Regions from separate parts of the Dromaius novaehollandiae genome. Here region 1 is linked to region 2. The links are chromatin contacts, called in public Hi-C maps. All regions are on one chromosome and are shown on one strand. The core of a region is the stretch at or near the end of the contact, and the rest is flanking DNA. Distances in the headings are between cores, read along the strand shown. Region 1 overlaps LOC112986455 (multiple epidermal growth factor-like domains protein 6). Region 2 holds the start of LOC112986455 (multiple epidermal growth factor-like domains protein 6).

What was found. A called contact is a pair of places that touch in the nucleus more often than the background predicts.
Region 1: a Hi-C map of ovary shows a contact between it and region 2, with 1.8 times the contacts expected there. The contact joins the enhancer-like site here to the promoter of LOC112986455 in region 2. A contact is called at or near these places in 2 of 4 Hi-C or Micro-C datasets (liver and ovary).

The regions. Positions count from the first base shown.
Region 1 is chr9:6,012,555-6,015,752 of bDroNov1.hap1, forward strand. It overlaps LOC112986455 (multiple epidermal growth factor-like domains protein 6), which reads left to right. Exons shown (of 37, transcript XM_026105731.2): 16 at 886-1,020; 17 at 2,028-2,162; 18 at 2,794-2,919. Among named protein-coding and RNA genes, the nearest start is that of GOLIM4, 200 kb to the left of the region's middle. Within about 2 kb of position 1,532, at least 2 of the 2 cell types and tissues checked have open chromatin away from gene starts, as enhancers often do.
Region 2 is chr9:5,845,844-5,849,076 of bDroNov1.hap1, forward strand. LOC112986455 (multiple epidermal growth factor-like domains protein 6) reads left to right here and starts at 1,623. Exons shown (of 37, transcript XM_026105731.2): 1 at 1,623-1,819. The coding sequence starts at 1,737.

The DNA of each region.
Region 1 (3,198 bases), core at 282-2,781, 170 kb after region 2:
TGAGCTCGGGTTGGGATGGATGTGTGGGCAGGTTAACTTTAGGGTCATTGGTGAGGATGAATCATCAACTGAAGGCTGGTGGGAGCTAGGCAGTGGCTCTCGATAGGGCTGGAGCAGGACCTGAGGAGCAAGGCTGGCCAGGGCAGGATGAAGGCCACATACAAGCCTGACTAAGCCTTAGTGCTATTTACCAATGTTTTTAATGTTGGTAGTCACTCTGTAGTTAATTCATGATAGTTTCTCTGCCCTTTATGGTAAATCAAAAGTGATAAGCACATAAGTTAAGCTTTTTCTCTGAATTTCTCTCTAAAGAAGTTTTTCCCTCTTCATTGACTTCCTAACTGAGACATCTAAGTTTTGGCCCCAAAGTAGGAATATTTCTGTATGCTAATGCTCACAAACACCAGCAATGCTAATACACTCATGAGTAATGACAAAATGTTAAATTGGAATAAAAAGAAACAAAGCATAAAAATGTTACAAAATATATGGTCAAATTTCTTTGCTCTTACAGGTTTTGTTTGAAAAATTTATACAAGACTGAGAAAGTAATTGTGTGGTTTTTTTCATGAAAGCTTTTGTCTTGGAGTGAGCCCAAATATTTTTCATTCAGAAACTTCAACTAACTTTGCTTTGAAACAAATCTGGTTCTTGCATTCACCACAGATTGCTTGAAATCAAATTAATTACTTAATGTAGGAGTCATGTAAACTATATTTTACACACCCACACGTTAATAGGCACTGTCATATGAATGTGGATGTATTTGCTGAGGAGCACAATGAACTTTTTTGCTTTGCAGCAGTTGCATTCTGCAGAAGTGTGCACTTTTAAATAACTCATGCATAATTACAGAGTTAATGATTCCTTTTAATCTGGCTGCAGCCTGTCCCAGGTGGGCCTTTGGAGCTGGCTGTTCAGAGGAATGTCAGTGCGTGAAGGCGAACACGCTGGAATGCAATGCAAGGAGCGGTGCTTGCACCTGCAAACCTGGTTATCAAGGCAAAAAGTGTCAGAAAGGTATCACAGAAAGCCAGATTCTCTTTTGTCTGTTTATTCCTTTGTCCTGTATTGTTATTTCTGTCTTCCTCCCCTGTGCTTTGTGGTGCTGCTGCTGCTACTACTAATGTGCTCTGCTAGTTATTTTGTCTGTGGTTTTTCGTGTAGCAAATTCTGAGTGCCTGATATCACAGAGCACTGTTATCACAGGGACATCAGTAAGAACACGGTTTGAGAATATAGTAGTTTTAGCCTGATCAAATGACAGCAGAATTTGAGAAACCACATTCTTATACAACTGAAGATACTGAGAGTTTTCACTTTTGTTCTTTTCTTTTTTTACACAGACAGTAAATTAGTGGCAAAACTGTATTTTATGACAGCAAGATTATTTGTAAATGATTTCAGTAATGCGACTTTTCTTTCAGATTTGCAGGTCTTTGAATTTTACCTATTCTCTGTAGCTTTTGAGGGTTGTTCAAAGAGAATTGTGTTCTGCATTCATGTTTGTGTGTCTCAGTAGCCCTCTGTAGACAGCAGTGGAGTAGTGCAGTAGGGATCCTCCCCGCAGAGTCTTCTCCATACTCTCCGGGCACACGGTAACATGTCAGATTTATGGCACTAGTTCTGGGGGATTTGGTGGATACCTTTAGCATTCTTGCTACTGTGCTAAGTTCTGGAGGAAAGTGTCCCTTTCCCAGCACTGAACTTTGCATAAAGACAGAGGGCGGCAGAGGTGTAACAGTTAAGAGGAGGAAAATATTCTGTAATTGCTCGGTACTTGAAAATACCTTTATTATTAAACATAATGCAGCCCTGTTTCTGGGTTATATCTGAGCAGTAACCTCTTTGAAATGTCTGTGCGCATGTTTAATAAATATTTAAACTAAGTTATCAACACCTCTAAGATACGCGTTATAACGGATTTTCTCTAAATTTCTGCCAAATTATTTTATGACTCTTGTTTGGTTTTCTCAGCTCCTCCTCCTCCTCCTTGCATATGTTTTGTGTTTATTGCGTTTTTTCAGAGTGCATGCCTGGCTTCTATGGAGCTGGTTGCAAACTGCAGTGCAGTTGTCCTCCTGATGTTTTGTGCAATCATGAGACGGGAGTCTGCAAGCATCCATGCCCACCCGGTTTTCATGGAGAAAACTGCCTTTTACGTAGGTACTCAATGCATATTTCCCAGGGAGGTACACGCTGGATGGGAAAGCTTGGCAGAGAAACTCATGTTCAGATGCAGAAGTTGTAGACAAGAGAGAGGCTACGTTTGCTGTTGATGCAAATAGGCAGTTCCCCGCTGAAGCTGAAGTGATATTTGGCAGTGCTAGCTCTCATCCCTGATACAGGATGGAGAATGTGTATGTAGGCATAGGGCTATTGAATTCATCGAGAAAACACAGAGGACAACTAGATTTGATAGGAGACACATTGCTGTTCTTTGCAGCTCTTGAAGGGAGGCCATTTTACTAACCAGCAATATGGTCTGTTGCTGAGACTGGAAACTGCTGTGTGATTTTACATCCCCTCAGAGATTGAGGTAAAAGATTAAGGCAAGTTACCAGTACTATTTATTTGGCCAGGTAGCCATATTTCTTTGTCAAGCTTCAGGCACAGATTTTCTAGCGCTGTATTGCACAGTTAATTACAGACCACAGGTCACTGAGCCAGTGATGCTAACGTAGATCACTTTGTACCGACACAGCTCAATTTCAAATTGCTGTTGCTGGTGCCTCCTAATACCTTCAGAACATTTTGTTATACTAACCATGTCTTTGGGTTTCTTTTGAGCAGCTTGTCACCCTGGGAGGTTTGGTGTGAACTGCAGGCAGAGCTGCAGCTGTGGAGGAGCACCGTGCGATTCAAAGACCGGGCAGTGTATTTGCCCAGCTGGGAAAACTGGCGCTACATGTGACCAAGGTGTGTTTGATGTTTGGCTAGGGTAGGGAGCCTGCTTGCTTTGGTAAAGGGGGAGTGTGGTCCAGGCATCCTGCCTTGTCTCTCTGCTCCAGCTAATAATTGTGATTTTCATGCTGGGCTGGGATTATGCAAGATGGCCTGAGATCCGGGCATTGCAGCAGCTCTGAGTCCCAGAGCAGACCTTGGGGTATACATGCAGTGCCCCAGGAACTGCTGAAGGGCACAGTCAAAGGCAGCAACTGTGGAACCAGAAAAAAAATTTAGGAGAATGGAGCCAGC
Region 2 (3,233 bases), core at 373-2,872:
CATACAGATTTGAAATATTAAGTAAATTTGAACAGTTTATTGTTGAATTCCTTAAGATGGAATTAGGAAATATTTTTGAAAGACTAATTTACATCTCTTAGAAAAATAAGCAGGCAACGAGATCCTTTGCTATTTTGCCATGATGTGATCCAGAAAATAATTCCAGGTTGGGAGGGCATCTCAGGACATAATTAAAGCTCAGCCTTGACATAAAGAAGGTCTATTAAACCTCAGCCTTGACATAAAGAAGGTCTATTATTTTATGAAGAAAAATTTCCTGGGATTTAAGAAATAAAATGATTAGAAAACTCTGTGCTCTGCAGGAGGTAATGAGATTAGCTCAACACAAGGTCCTGCAGAGTTAAAACTACTCCAGATAGAAGAAAGGCTTAGCCATTCAGCGGAAATTTCAGGGTACAATTAATCTGCTCGAAGGTCAGATAAGTGCTATATGTTTTCTTTATCACAAAAGAGAAATCAGTGATACAACCTCAAGGGGATCGTGTCACTGCGAGCTTCAAAGCAACCAACAGTATAAAAACAGTTTTCACGTTATGATTGGCGAACGTTTACCTATTTTAGCAAAGGCCTTGGGAAGTAACCTTGCTGGAGCCGTGCTTATGAAGGTGTATAAGGCCGAAACTGGTGTGCCCGTCACGGGACTGAAGGGAAGAGAAATTAGTCCACAGTTTGCCTGCGAGGACCCATGCAGTTCCCTCCATCACAGACCTTCACGGGAGCTAATCTGGAGCAACCTGGGACCACCCCCCTTCCAGGGCAACGAAGGGACATCTCGCTTGCCTTCAGCATCGGGTGGCTCAGGGCTCATCTCTTCGTTCACAGCCCCGTGGCTGGTTAGTTGCAGGTCCCAAGCGATATGAGAATCGTGAGCTGCGAGTCCAACGTTAGGTCATAAATTGCTTAAGGCCTTTGCTACGTGCACAGTTCCCCTTGCAGGTCAGCTAGTCTCCCTCGTCCCTCAGGTGAAGGGAGAAGAGCTCCCTTTCTGGCACCTGTAAAGGTCTGGGGAGGTTATAAAAACGAGAGGATGGATGGTCCGGAGGACAGCACGCAACCCTGGGATTTAAGAAACCGCTCCTCAGTTCCCTGCTCTGTGTCCTTGCTGCCACTAACTCTCAGCGACAGCGGTATCGTCCCTCCCTCATGATGTTATGTGCGTTTATATTCGCAGTTCCCCCTGTGGAGTGCTCCGATGTGGCTGCGTGCAACAGAGAAGGACCAGGGAAAACGAGAGAGGCCAAGGTAGGTCTCCTGCGGGAAGGGAGAAGTGGCATCCTGACGCCCAAGGGAGCAAGGGCCCGTTAGCCTTCCTGCTCTCCCGAGAGCCAGCAGCTGTCACGAAAACCGGGTTGCGCCCCACTTCATGTGTGACTCAGCGCGCAGATCCCGCCTCGCTGCTGCCTCCCCGCGTCGCACCCCGCAGGGGCTGGGAGCGCGAGGACAGTCCCTTGGAGGGAGGGCAGGCGAGGGCGGCGGCAGCTGAGGCGGTAACGGCGGCGGGGCGGGGGGGAGGCGAGGGAAGGGCGAGGCGCAGCGCTGCGCACGCGGGGCCGCGGCGGCGGGGCGGGGCGGGGCGGGGCGGGGCGGGGCGGGGCGGGGGGCAGGGCCGCCGGCGGGCGGCCAGTGGCGAGCGGCGCCGCCGCTTTAAATGCTTCGGAGGGCGGCAGGCGGCCCCGGCTGGAGGTGCTGCCGCGCGGAGCCGCGGGCGCCCGGGCATGGCGCCGGGAGCGGGGCTGGGGCTGGCGCCGCTGTGGTGGTGCCTGTGCTGGGCGCTGGAGCCGCCGCTGCAGCGGGGCATGTGAGTGCGGCGGCGGGGGCACCGAGCGGGGGAGGCGGCGGCCGGCGCTGGGCTCCGCGGGTGCGGGCGCGGGGGGAGGCGTCTGTCGGTGCTCTGCGCGACACGCGCCGTGAGACCTCCCTTGTCCTGGGCGAGCTGTAGGATTACTGCTAATTATGACTAATTATCACCGGGTGCCACTTGTGGGAGCTAATTCTGGAGCGCAGAAATCTCACGTCCAAAGTTTTTGCTCTTGGAAATCGAAAATTATGGAAGCTCTTCCCTGCTTTGTCTGGGGAGCTTTGCAGAGAAAAGGTACCTCTGTTTCTTAAGGAGCAGCAGCGATTCCTGCTGCCCCCTCCCCTCACCCCCAAACCTGCAGGCCGTCTGCTGACTTCTTAGGTGTCTGTGTGTACCTCGATTTCTAACCAATTCGCTGTTCCTGGTTTTTTTTTTTTTTTGACTTAATTCTTCAACTTCACCCTGCCCTTCCATAGTTCACTGCTGTAACATGTGCTTCCCACCTTGTTACTGCTTCTGTCACCAAAATTGAAATTTCAGTGTTTATCACTCATTGGTTTTCTAGGAAATATTCTGTAAATATGCATTTACTAGAAATACTGGATGTGGTTTATAATACTCCGTTTTGCTAGAGCAGTAAGTACCCATCGTAGTGTTTAGGAGAATCAAGTTCATTTTCTGATTAAAGTATTTTTCTTCTTTAAAAGCACTTGGTGCTTCATTCAGGCTTGCTTCTCTCTTTTATAAGCCGTTACTCCAATATGAGGAGGAATACCATTGACCTGCAGTCATTTCTGTTTGCATCTGACATAAGCAGTAACTGTGATCGTGCACTTTGGAAGCTGAAGATAAGAGGCTTTAAGTGCGAATTGCTTCAATTCAAAACAATTTTTTGTTTGCCTTTACCCTCGTAAGCTGATAGCACCAAAAGAACGTTTCCTTTTGGAAATGACACTAAATGAGGCTATTGCCAGTCTGCCCAAGCCGTGGGGAGTGGCAGGGTACTGTTAGCAGCAGCCTGAGAAAATTAAATACCTGTGGCAAAGCCTTGGGTGCTTTGCCCAAGTGGCATATTCCTGAAAATACTGTAACTCTCACTGCCCTGTCGAAGTTAGGACAAGTACGAGTATTCTTCCACACTCGTTTTACACTGTTTGGGGTCTTTACTTTTGGTGTAAGCAGCAATGCAAGCAATTGCTGCTCCTTAGGGGTAAGCTGCCACCTTTCCCTGGGGAACAGTGGGAGCAATCCAGAAGCCTCTATTAGTCAATAACCTTTTTCAACTCTTAGTTTTGTTCCTTTGACTTTGGTCATCTGCTGCCACTGGGATAAGGACTACAGAGGCATCCCTTGGAACGTACCACGCTGGGTGCTCTCTCTTTAGCATTTGCTGCTGCTGTTTTGCTTGAGATCC